Linked DNA regions of Mus musculus: regions 1, 3 and 4 are each linked to region 2. A link is a contact called in public Hi-C data. All regions are on one chromosome and are shown on one strand. Each heading gives the region's core, a stretch centred on a gene start, on an enhancer-like site or on the middle of the called end of the contact. The rest is flanking DNA. Distances are from core to core; before and after follow the strand shown. Region 1 overlaps Lrmda (leucine rich melanocyte differentiation associated). Region 2 overlaps Lrmda (leucine rich melanocyte differentiation associated). Region 3 overlaps Lrmda (leucine rich melanocyte differentiation associated). Region 4 overlaps Lrmda (leucine rich melanocyte differentiation associated).

Region 1 (2,943 bases), core at 248-2,747, 960 kb after region 2:
ATTAAAAACACTCTGCATGCCACTAAATATGTTGCCTCCCTCCGTTTCTGCAACCATAGAGTCTGAGGAGATACAAACAGAATCTGTTGCAGATGTGTCAGAGGCTATGGCCTACTGACTCACCACCACATCCCAAATTCCAGCCTCAGAGAACCTCCCTGGGAAAATCAAAGTGCAAACAAATGGCTGCTACTGCAGCGTTTCACAGCCTCGGACATTCGGGCAGTTATTCTAGTTGAGGAAGACAGAAATGGGGACAGGAGCTACTCATACGATCAAAACTGACTTCATAAATGACTTCCTTAATAAATAAAAGTCCTCTGGCCACACATGGGTATGTACCCTTCTTAATGTCTTGGTTTTTTTGTTTGTTTGTTTTGTGTTTTTAAGCTACAAAAGTCAAATATTTTGAGTCGTAACCTCCCTACTGTGGGCTCCCACAAAGAATGTGTGAGGGGCAAGGCTAGCTTAATTTAATCATCTGGATGTCTCTAGCCTGAGCACCCTCATCCACAGACTAGCAAGAGCCAGCTAGGTTTTATTTGGGGTTGCCAGGCCACCCCTAATATGGAGACGAAGTGTGGAGTAGAGACTGAAGAAAAGGCCATCCAGAGACTGCCCATCTGGGGATCCATTCCATATACAGTCACCAAACCTAGTCACTATTGTGGATGCCAAGAAGTGCTTTCTGAAAGGAGCCTGATAGAGCTGTCTCCTGAGAGGCTCTGCCAGATCCTGACAAGTACAGAGGTAGATGCTCACAGCCAACCATTGGACTGAGCATGGGGTCCCCAATGGAGGAGTTAGAGAAAGAACTGAAGGAGCTGAAGGGATTTGCAACCCCACAGAAAGAACAATATCAACCAACCAGACACCCCAGAGCTCCCAGGATCTAAACCACCAACCAAAGAGTATACATGGAGGAACCCATAGCTCCAGTTGCATATGTAGCTGAGGATGACCTTGTCAACCATCAATGGGAAGAGAGACCCTTGGTCCTGTGAAGGTTCAATGCCTGAGTGTAGGGGAATGCAAGGACAGGCAGGTAGGAGTGGGTGGGTGGGTGGGATAGGATAGGTGGTTTCTGAGGGGGTGGGGACCAGGAAAGGGGATACCATTTGAAATGTAAATAAAGAAAATATTCAATTGTAAAAAAAGGGAAAAAAAGAGTTTAATGACACATTAGCCCTCTGATCACCTTAAGTCACCCAGCTATCAAAGGAGAAGTGTCATCCCTTGGGCAACCCAGGGTGAGATTGATTTAGGTTATCTGTAGGCCCTGATCGCACAGCTCCTACAGACCAAGGCTGCCAGGAGCTTCACGGGCATGGCAAGTTTTGGAATGATGTATAGAAGAAACATGCTGGTACTTCAGGAACAGAAGAAAAAAACTTGCATGTTAGGAAGTGATGTCAGCCTGCGTTAGAGTCCCAGACAGTGCTCGAGTGTCCTTGGCATAATATGGCGCTGGTATCTCTGTCAGCATCTCTGTTTTCTGTCACCATGCACAATCCTGGGCCTGTCTCCAGTCCTGACAGTGTCTTTTCAGATCAGGTTAGTGCCAGCCCAGAGACCAAGTCAGCTTCCCAGCACACAGCCCCTTTGTTTGAAGTCTGCCCTTTTGTCATTAATGCACTCAATGTCTATTTAAATCTGACAGTGAGTGCAGTATCTGTTTTCCCATCAAGAGATCATTGACAATATTAATAACTCACGTCCTTGCCTCATTTTCCAAGCGCTGACACCTAGCCGCGGTCTCCTGCATTCATCAAACAGCCCTTTCTCGCCAGGATGTCTATAAACAGACTTGCTTCCAGGCCCAAAGAAATAGGGCAGGCCTTAAAAAGGACTTTTATCAGTGCCAACCAGAGATGTGTGAGCATGGCTCAGAGTGCAGCCCGGGCCCATGTTCCAGGAACACTGCTTTCCATCTGTTTGCATCTAGAATGGAAATTCAGCATGGAAAGGGATAGAAAGAAAAGACAGAGAGTGCCCAGATGTGTGGACAAGTTTATGGAAAGAAGTGCAACCACGGCAGACAATGGTGTGTGTACACATGACTGCCTGTCAAGAGTTTGCTTGGGAGAAGGACTGACTGTTCTTTATGATATCTGACAAACCCTATCCCTGTCTTTTTAAAAATGCATGCTGTCTTGGTACTATAGAAAAAAAATTAACATCCTTTGTACGGTCCCTCCAGATCTTTTGAGGGTTTGCTCAAATCAGCCAGGTTCAAGACAGTCTTTTGTGGGGTTTCCCATGCATCTGAGACATATGCAGCCAAGCCAGTAAGGGAGGTAGAATGTGACCAGCCCAGCCCTTAGACCACCAGGGTTCTGGCATTGATGAGGCTGTTAGCACAACTCTAGGCACTATAAAATACAGTAAAGGGAGCAGCTTTGTGCTAATAGCTGAGAGAATGGGTCACAAGGAAGGTCTGAGTAAGGTTTCACACAAGCTCAATATTTCCAGGCACTAGACCAATACCAAAAACCAGAAACGGGGGCCTAGGGACGTGGAGGGGCAGGAAAGCCAAGTCAAGTAGCAAGAGTAACCCACAATAAAGCTGTCTATGGCAACACAGCAAGAGAAAGAGCCAGGTCCCAAATGCTGTCATCTTGTCCCTCTTCCAACTCAGAGAGCTCCTGGGACCCGGATAACCTTCAAGTTTGCCTCTGACTATCCAAAGCAGGGCAGATCTACACTACCCCTAGAAGTTTCTATACACTATTTTAATCCTTATTTAAGAACAAAGTTTAGGGAGCGTAGAGGCAGATTGTGCAAGCATGAGGGCCTGAGTTTGATTCCCAGTGCCCTAGATGTGTACATCTGTATTTTCAAAGATGGGGCTGGGCAGGAGGAGCCTGGGGGCTTGGTAGCCAGCCAGTTTAGCATACTCCATGTACTCCAGGCCAATAAGAAACAATTATAAGAAAAGGAAGA
Region 2 (3,238 bases), core at 399-2,898:
GGTCTTGCCTGTTTCCCCAAACCCAGATGGTCATTCAGGTGCGAAGGACAGTGTTTGCTCAGCTGTGTGCATGCCTGGTGTGCGGCTCTCGTTCCTCAGCACTAACCCTGGTGACATCTGATGCACAGGGAATGTCCCTCCCGTGGGGGAAATGACATACTATTAGTCTTTCCTCCATACACTAGCCAACATAACAGGATGACACTGTTCGGAGGTACTTGGCTGGTTGGAATTTTGACAAGATGGCAGCCTAGCCTGTTTTGGGGAGTCCTTACTACTCAGGGATACCCCGCTGATGGCAGGCACTCGTAATGGGGTGACTGCAAGCCATCTGTGATCATGCAGTATTTGTCCTGTCAACCGCAGAGGTTTTTCTAAATAATGTGTTCACTGAGCCCCTGAGGTGCCAATGAGGCCTACAGGAAGGGAGCAAGAGAAGAGGCCTCTGTGAAAAACCCAGTGAGGTTTTTCACTTAAGGGGTCATGCTGAAGTCACCCAGAGGGGACCCCACTTGGGTAAATAATCAAGGGGGTGAAAGGTTGAGAAATGTGGAATGCGTTTCCTACTGGCTGGGATGTTTCTGGGCCAGCTTCTAGCCATTGCTTCTCTGCGCCCCACCCCACCGTTCTTAATGACTTATTTGTACTGGAAAGCAAGCTATTAATCACAAACAGAATAGCTCTGCAACTTCCAAACACACAGAGAGCAGTTCTAGGGACTGTGGAAAAGCCAAACCCTTGGCAGAGAGTTTTGAAAACGCCCTCCTTTTATATGTATTTGAGAAATGCCACCATTTCTCCTCAGGCCCTGAAGGTTCCCTTTAATTAGCAGTGAAGTTCCCATTTCGCCTTTCTTCCCGAGGCATCCATAAAGCAGCAGCCTAGTAAAAGGCAGGTACACAGCTCTCAATTGAGCCCTATTGATGTGCTAGTATAGTTTTAATTGTGTTGAGATTTCCTTGCCAAAGTGACACATGCAGAGGCATTTTCAAAAACGTATAAGGTTCGTAACTCTTTCCCTGTCTCCAGCTCTTGAATTATGAATGTGTCTTCGGCTGCCTAGTCGGTTCTTCCGAATCTGTAAAATTATTTTAATAACCTGTGTGGGGGTAATGTTAATCTGTTTGCATAGTAGTGTGAATTTATTAGCATTCCTACCCCACTTCAGGGAGCTAGCTTGGCCCTTTTGATGCAAGCCCTGGATTGCAAGATGAGGAAAATTATGGTATTTGCCTCTCTCTCTCTCTCTCTCTCTCTCTCTCTCTCTCTCTCTCGTATTTCCTTTCCTCTCCCTTCCTTCTCCGTTTCACCAATAGCAATAATTCTATTCCACAGAGTGTGTGATAAATCAGCCGAGAAGGACTGAGATTTACCATAACAAGACATGACCTATCAGCCTGTCAGGTCTGAGTTGACTCGGAGCCTTTTGGGCTGTGTATTTCTTCAAAGTCCAGGGCCAGTTTCTTCGTCAGTTGCTCTAACTAATTTCAGAGCAGAGGGGAAACTTGACTGGAGTGCTGTTTGCGATCTGCTTTTTAATCCTGGTCTGTTTAATGTTTGCTTTTGACAGTCTGGGCCAGACATCATTTTAATGGTATGTGTGGTGATAAAGCCAATAAACTGTCAAGATGATTGATAATCTAAGCATTATAGCAATACGACTTTCCTGTTCTCCTCTGTGCTTTAGATGATGGCTTCCAAATTGAATTCCTACAGAGTGTGTTGTGTGTGCCTGGTGCAGACTTCCTAGAAGCCTTTGAGGGAGGTAGCTGTGCTCAACAGCAGACTTTTAGCCCTCAATTACCCACACAGATAGATTTGCATATTTGTCCGTACCCTCTAATTTGGGAAACATCAAGAATTTATGGCTCTGCCCTCCTAACAGTCCCCCAGCAATTTATAGGCACCAGTGCAACTTTTTATTATGTCTTTATGGTGTTTTTTCACCTGGCACGCATCTTGGATTCCATGTGGTTGACTCTGTTATCTGTGGTTGAAAGACATCACAGATAACGAAGTCCACCATATTAGAGACAGGCTTCTGGGCTACTCCCTGCGCTCTTTGTTTCTTTCCATCCCCCCCCCTTTGATTTAGCAGACATTTTTAAGCATCTGGACTTCATCTCATTAATCAGACATGACCAGGTGTTTGAGAGTGGTGACAGTGGGAGTGCTTAACCACTCTTTGTTGGCCCTTGCGGGCCACCATTGCTAGGCTGATATCTCCTCTGTTACTTGGGAACAGAAACTCACAAGGCCAGAGATGTTGTAACATACTTACACAATTTTTATCAGGAGAGCATAAGCAAATATCATACTTAACACTCTTTTTGTTTGTTTGTTTGTTTGTTTTTTGAGACAGGATTTCACTGTGTGGTCTTGGATGCCTGGAGCTTGCTCTGTAAACCAGGCTGGCCTTGAACTCACAGAGATCCATTTGCTTCTGCCTCCAGAGTGCTGGGACTAAAGGTGTGTGCCACCACTGGCCAGCTTTAACACACTTATTTTGACTTAAGATGTACTTTTGTGCCCACATAGCTGTGTTACTTTTATTTAGTGTCTACTGATTAGACTGTGTCTAGGAAGAACACTAGGCTTTTAGGCTGGTTCTCTGGGATGTTAGTAGCCCAATCCGCATCTCTGACATCTGCTGACATGGGGAATTTTGTGCATTTCTTTCAGGTCTTTTGTGCTCTGCAGATGGTAGCAAGTCATAGAGAGGTGGCAGGTCTTGACTGCTGGCAGATTTGGGGTTAATCATGCCCACTCAAAGCCAACCATCCTTTCAACTGCTTTCCTTCTTGTTAGCTAATAGCCATTTTCCTTTTGACCAGGGGACACTGAATAAGTCATTTCAGTTTTCTGGCCTCAGTTTTCTCATCTCAGTGAAGGAACTGAATTTTCTAGCCTTTAACACACACAAGCACACACACACACACATGCACATGTGTACATGGTTGTTTTTGAGTGGGTAACTTGCCCTCTTGTGGAGGTCAGTGGTGGATGTCAGATGTCTTCCTGTGTAGCTTTTGGTGAGAGCCCGAGGCTTGTTGTTTTGGCTAGGCTGCCTGGTAGGAAGCCCTCAGGATTCGCTCCCCTCACCCCTTGCCTGCACCACTCCACACTCATGCTCTGTAAAGCAAAGCTTTCACGTGGATGCTGGGTCTTGAACCCAGACCTTTTGCTTTTTACCTTTTCCTTACCCCCGGAGTCATCTCCCCAGCCCCTTAACTCTTAA
Region 3 (2,837 bases), core at 223-2,722, 820 kb after region 2:
ATGAAGGAGCTAGAGAAAGTACCCAAGAAGCTGAAGGGGCCTGTAACCCTATAGGAGAAACAACAATATGAACTAACAAGTACCCCCCAGACTTGTGTCTCTAGTTGCATATGTAGCAAAGGATGGCCTAGTAGGCCATCAATGGGATGAAAGGCCCTTCGAAAGGTCTTTCAAAGATTATATGCCCCAGTACAGGGGAATGCCAGACTAGGAAGCAGGAGTGGGTGGGTTGGGGAACAGGGTGGGGAGAGGGTATAGGGGACTTTCGGGATAGCATTTGAAATGCAAATGAAGAAAATATCTAATAAAGAAAAAGAAAAAGTAATAATATCAATGTTAAGTACACAACCTGTGAGTACTGCACACTTAATCTTCCTGCTTCTCTGGGACGTTTAGGCTCAAGGTGTCTTCTTGCTTTAAAGAGCAGATGAGAAAAGAGAAACATCCCCAATGAGTCGAGCCAAAACCCACAAGCAAAGCATGGTGAAGTCGGGGAGCAGGAGGAATGTCTCTTATTTTCCTGCAGGGCCTCTTGGTAGCCACATTGTTAATTGCAGGAAGAGATTTGAAAAGTGACCTGGCCAGAGGGTCTGTGAGCATCAGAAGTGACAAGTCACATAGTTGAGGGGAGTAAAGAGCCAGGGAAGAAGGGAGAGTGAATGGGTGCCATTATTCCATGTCATTGTAACTATAGGTGCACATGCTCTTACCTGGCACATTTCTCTTTGTCCCCACTGAACCCAAAGAATCGTCAACTACCATAATCTCCAGAGCCTGGAAGGGATTCGGGGAAAAAGCCAAAGAAATGATTAAAGAGCTGAAGAAGCCACAGATTCAGTGGGTGTCTCCTCTCTGCACCATGAGCACTGCCTTGTAGGACAGTCAAACAACTAGATAAGTGTTGTTTTGCCCAAGGCAGACAAAAAGGTATGGGAAACATGTCTCCACTCTAGTTGCCAACAGCCAATAAATTTTTGTGTCTTTTTCCTTCCAAGTGGACTGTCAGTAAATATATTTTTTTAAAGTTTTATTGAACAGGGTGACCTCAAATTTATTTGTACTTTTTTTTCAATGAGACTCTGAGCAATTGCAGACTCTCGTCGCTGCAGGCTCCGGTGAGCTTCAAAACAGCCTGTGTTCCTTTCCCAACTCAGTTCTACCCAGGGAAACAGCTACTCTTCTTTGTTGCCAACTTTGTCTGGAGACTAACAGGGTGAGATTGAAAACCCCCTCATCGGACACATGTCACCTCTCATGCCTGTTTCTGGCTTCCTTTGGGTGTGTGAGCAGACTCATTTTATTAAACCATTTTTCAGGGGACAGATGGGAAATCTGTCTTTCCCATTAGTCACCAGAAAGTGACCCCAGCAGCTGTGGAGAGAATTGGTCAAGCTGTTGTAACCAACTAGGCCAGAGTGGGAAAAGACACCAAGCCTTGTCACAAGGTCCCAGGCATTCCCAGGAGCCCTAGAACGGCTGAAGCCTTGTCATTAGCTAAACCTTGCTTGGCTGAGATCCTTCTCCACAGCCAAGGGTGAGGCACTGTGTGTCTAAGCAAGGAAGTGGGACAAAGACTGCTTACCATTTGGCATCCATGTTTAATTAGTTTCTTAATGTTATGGGGGGAAAACATGAAATAAATAAGGACAACTGACCACTCTATAATTTGTTTCTGAAGCTTGGCGAGACATAAAAGTCTACCTTCCAAAACCACACAGCATAATTTATTTTATGAGTCCCCCTCGGCACCAGGTCCAGGCTAACCTTGAGTTGAGAGGCTATGCCTTCTCTCCCTGGTGCTGGTGGTCACAGTGTGTCCTTTCTTGGCAGTGGCTCTGGGCCCAGCAAAACAGACCCGTGAAAGGCAAGTGGATTAATCATTCTGAAGGCATGCTCCACTCCAGCTATTCCTCTGCAGGATGCCTGAGAACCAGCAAGCGGCCACTGTAGCAATTCACAAGGGGACAGAAAGAGATGTCTGAAGACTCTCACACAAAAAGCAGGGGTAGAGATGGAAAGCTTTTATAGGATACTCACTGGAGTTTTCATTAAACTGAAAAGTATATACCAGAAAAGCAAAACAAAACAAAACAAAACAAAAAAATAGATCACCATTCCTGCAGCAGAAACTGTGACAAGACCAACCTTTTTATTACAATCAGGCTTTCTCTAAATATATTATGCCCCGCAGGTCAAAATGATTTACTTCTCTATTTGAGGACATCTGAATTCTATTCTGCTGTTGCCAGTATGTTCTCAGCTGTGCCAAAACTGAGCAGGTCTGTGGTTCCTTTGTAACATCAAAACGGAGGCATTTATCATAGAGATTTATCGTGGGACAGCCTGCCAGATGGTTTGGGTATTTTAAAGGTGAACTGCTCAGGCCTTGATTAGCTCACGCAGACTTCTAGTTAAGACAACTCTATCAGCAGCCCAGTAGAGAGATGCCTTCCTCCACCTCCCCTACCCACCCTCCCCCTGTTCTCAAAAGGCAGAAAATATTAATGTAATGGCAGATGTGGCATAGATTGTCATTTCAGAAAGAGAACCAAGCCATAACCAATCCCACTGATTGCATTCTAATTATAACATGACCCCCTGTTGCTTTGCATAGAGGCAGCATTCATTTTGGGGATCCCACTGTAAAACTTGCAGAGTCAACGACCCTCAAAGGGGCAATTGTAAGATTTAAGCTTAGGTTTTCTTTTTTCTTTTCTCTTCTCTACTTTTCTCCCTCCCTCCCTCCCTCCCTCCCTCCCTCCCTCCCTCCCTCCCTCCCTCCCTCCCCCCTCCTTCTTCTTCTTCTTCCTCTCTCTCTCTCTCTCTCTCTCTCTCTC
Region 4 (2,779 bases), core at 272-2,771, 670 kb after region 2:
TAGAATCTAGTTACAGTTCACTAGTTCACAGAATGGGAATGAGAAGTTACTTGTAAGAAGGGAGAAAGAAGCAGAGATTCTTTACCATGTCTCCCTGCATCCAAGAACAGTGGCTATGCCTCTTCTGTGGCCATGTCTCTCCTCAGAAGCCTCTCCACAGGTCTGTCCTTCATGGTGAACCATGACTCTCGACTCTTTTGATGCTGTCTCTTTCCTTAGCTCATTGAGTATAATGGTAGAAGTTACTTTTCAGATCTAACGTTCACCTTACAGTGAACCAACATTGGCCTTTACTAAGAAGCCCAAGCACAAGGTTGCTATTACATGCAGAAGAATCAGGTTTTCTCGGATCATGGCAAAGAACACATGAGGACAGATCCTTAGGAAACCATTTTGTTTTGTTTTGTTTTGTTTTGTTTTGTTTTGTTTTGTTTTGTTTTAAACCAGGCCCAGAGAGTTTCTGGAATGGATTTGCCCAGTAGTTTAGGGCAATGGTTCTCCACTAGGGAAATCCTTTGACATCCTTGATGTCTATTTAATGATCTCTGAAGATGTCTGTGTTATAGATATTTGTGTGTTCCTGTGTATGCATGTGCAGTCAGGTGCATGCGTGAATGCATATGTGCAGGCCAGAGGTCTGCATTGTCATCTTCTTTGACATCCACCTTTTTTTTTTTCCCCCCAAGACAGAGTCTTTCACTGAACCTGCTACTCACTCATTCCACTGATAGTGGAACAAACATTTTCAGGGATCCCCTATTTTGGGTCACATGACAAAAATAACAGATGTGCCAGCATGCTCAGCTTTAATGTGCATGCTATGCTGTAGCTCAGGTCTACATGCCTCAGTGCCAGGCATGGTACTTGCTGAACTCTCTTCCCAGTCCCTTGAAGACATTGAAAAGTGCATTCTTTTGGAGCAGATGTGTGCTTACCTCATACACAAGGCTTTAGCTAAGGATCTGTGATCTCTCAGAAGGCTCTCAGAAGAGTTCTCAGAAGGAAGGAATTATGAAGTGCAAAGTATTAAAAATGGAGGCTGAGATGCCTTGATCTACAAAATCAGTTTGAGTTCTCCGCCATAGCTAGGTAACACTTTGCCCCACCCCAGGCTTCTTTCTCAAGATCAAGTCCCCTTTTTAGAGTACTCAAATGTTCTCTTTATGCCCTAAAAGATGTCCCTTCAAGTTTGGGCAGCAATTAATTTCTGATTTTGTACTTTGTAACCCAGTTTCTTAGGTTCAGATTGGCAAGAAGTAGCTTGACACTGGAGGAAGAACCTGGGGCAAGAAGGTAAGGTCAGATCGACCTCAAGAGAGCTGGATTTTCAGAAATGATAGGCTAGCTTTAGCTTTTTTCTATGCACCCTAAAGAAGTTCATGGCATCTCCACTGATTAAGAACTGTGTTTCTAAAGTTCTCTGGCAAAAGGACATCTCTGCTCCAGCTAATGCTGATGGTGCTGCACTGCAATACTATTATCCTTGGCTTGAGAACAGAGCGAGCATGTGTGGATGGGCCTGCGATGTTTTATAGGACACTGGCTATAACTTTTTAATGTCATACCACCCACCCACAGCAACCCCATCCCCTGGAGCACTAAATGCCTTTCTTATCACCAATATTTGATGAGAAAATGCTGTTGGGTGTCTTCCTCCAAGTAGACGGGAAATCTAACCATGTTCCTTGCAGCCTAGTGCTCTGTCCACAAGATCTGATTTGTTTTTCTCACCCTAAATTTATAGACAGTTCCAAGGAAGCATATCCTGTTTGCTGTCTGGAGCAGCAGGAGAGTGAGGGAGAGAGTGATTTAGGGAGTTTGTTTTTCTCAAGACTTCCTTGAGCTGCTTTATGGCTTTACAAAAACCGCTGATCTATTCCTCCCTAATTTTATGAGCAAATTGTTCTTTCTTTTCTGATTTTTTTTCCCCCACTGAGTTTTCTTGGCCGACCCAGGCACCAATTATCAGAACTCCCCGGGCATAGTTGGATCCTCCCTAACATGTGTATAGCTGTAAACATATTGACCCCAGAAAATGAGGCTCTAGCTGTAGGCTCAGGCGAAGTCCTGACTTAACAATACGACTTCAAGTGAGAATGCCAACGTGGAATCATTTTTTTTCCCTGGTGACCAACAAGTATCTGTGATGGTTTAACAGTAGTGCAGAGCACCCCTGGAGCCCGTGTCCCCAAAACCTGGCTTAGTAGGGTGGTGGCACTGAGCCAAAGCTTCATTCATTTACAGCTTTCTTTATGGACAAGTGCTAAGAAGGAAGCCATCAGCCAAGAGAAAGTTGTCTGTCACATTCATGAGGAGATGGATAATTATGAATAATTAGAGACAAAGATCCAGTTACAGAAAGGTGTGAGAGGCAGTGCAGAATGTTCCTCCTTTAAAGATGTTTGCCTGGGTTGGACCATTTGCCTGGGTTGGACCATTTCATTACCTTTACTAGGTGACAGTGCAGCCTTTTAGATAAGATCAGCCAAAATGCTGTTGAGAGTGAGTCCTGGCTCATTTAAACCCCTCTTGCTTTTAGGGTCAATCATATATTTCCCTTGCAATCCAGTTGTGTCTGGTTTTTCTAACAAGGGATCTCTTCCTGAGCCATCCTTGTTTAGCTTCCTATAGTAAGATACTCTGACTCCTGGATGTTCCAACAGCTCAGCAGGATAAAAACAAATTTGAGGGAAAAAAAACCAAACCATCACCTAGACACTTTTTATGTGTGCAGCTGTTGATCAAGGCTTTGGTTATTTAAGCTGGTGACATTGACTCT

The links. Hi-C and Micro-C count contacts between places; a contact is called where the count stands out from the background.
Region 1: a Hi-C map of the N1E-115 cell line shows a contact between it and region 2, with 22 times the contacts expected there. The contact joins two enhancer-like sites. A contact is called at or near these places in 3 of 484 Hi-C or Micro-C datasets (the N1E-115 cell line, nephron progenitors and uterus).
Region 3: a Hi-C map of uterus shows a contact between it and region 2, with 6 times the contacts expected there. The contact joins two enhancer-like sites. A contact is called at or near these places in 2 of 484 Hi-C or Micro-C datasets (both in uterus) and 1 of 115 datasets of contacts at active chromatin or transcription factors (embryonic forebrain).
Region 4: a Hi-C map of uterus shows a contact between it and region 2, with 8 times the contacts expected there. The contact joins two enhancer-like sites. A contact is called at or near these places in 1 of 39 promoter capture datasets (the HPC-7 cell line) and 3 of 484 Hi-C or Micro-C datasets (all in uterus).

Annotation. Positions count from the first base shown.
Region 1 is chr14:23,051,529-23,054,471 of GRCm38.p6, forward strand. All of the region lies in intron 6 of Lrmda (leucine rich melanocyte differentiation associated), which reads left to right. All of the region lies in intron 2 of Gm10248 (predicted gene 10248), which reads right to left. Among named protein-coding and RNA genes, the nearest start is that of Gm10248, 42 kb to the right of the region's middle. Within about 2 kb of position 1,498, at least 30 of the 459 cell types and tissues checked have an H3K27ac peak or open chromatin away from gene starts, as enhancers often do. A contact at or near this core is called in the N1E-115 cell line, where this site is marked.
Region 2 is chr14:22,089,438-22,092,675 of GRCm38.p6, forward strand. The region is part of intron 2 of Lrmda (leucine rich melanocyte differentiation associated); the gene reads left to right. Among named protein-coding and RNA genes, the nearest start is that of Gm41107, 60 kb to the left of the region's middle. Within about 2 kb of position 1,649, at least 35 of the 459 cell types and tissues checked have an H3K27ac peak or open chromatin away from gene starts, as enhancers often do. A contact at or near this core is called in the N1E-115 cell line and uterus, where this site is marked.
Region 3 is chr14:22,905,084-22,907,920 of GRCm38.p6, forward strand. All of the region lies in intron 6 of Lrmda (leucine rich melanocyte differentiation associated), which reads left to right. Among named protein-coding and RNA genes, the nearest start is that of Gm30783, 26 kb to the right of the region's middle. Within about 2 kb of position 1,473, at least 77 of the 459 cell types and tissues checked have an H3K27ac peak or open chromatin away from gene starts, as enhancers often do. A contact at or near this core is called in uterus, where this site is marked.
Region 4 is chr14:22,756,045-22,758,823 of GRCm38.p6, forward strand. The region is part of intron 5 of Lrmda (leucine rich melanocyte differentiation associated); the gene reads left to right. The region is part of intron 1 of Gm30926 (a long non-coding RNA gene); the gene reads right to left. Among named protein-coding and RNA genes, the nearest start is that of Gm30926, 44 kb to the right of the region's middle. Within about 2 kb of position 1,522, at least 4 of the 459 cell types and tissues checked have an H3K27ac peak or open chromatin away from gene starts, as enhancers often do. A contact at or near this core is called in uterus, where this site is marked.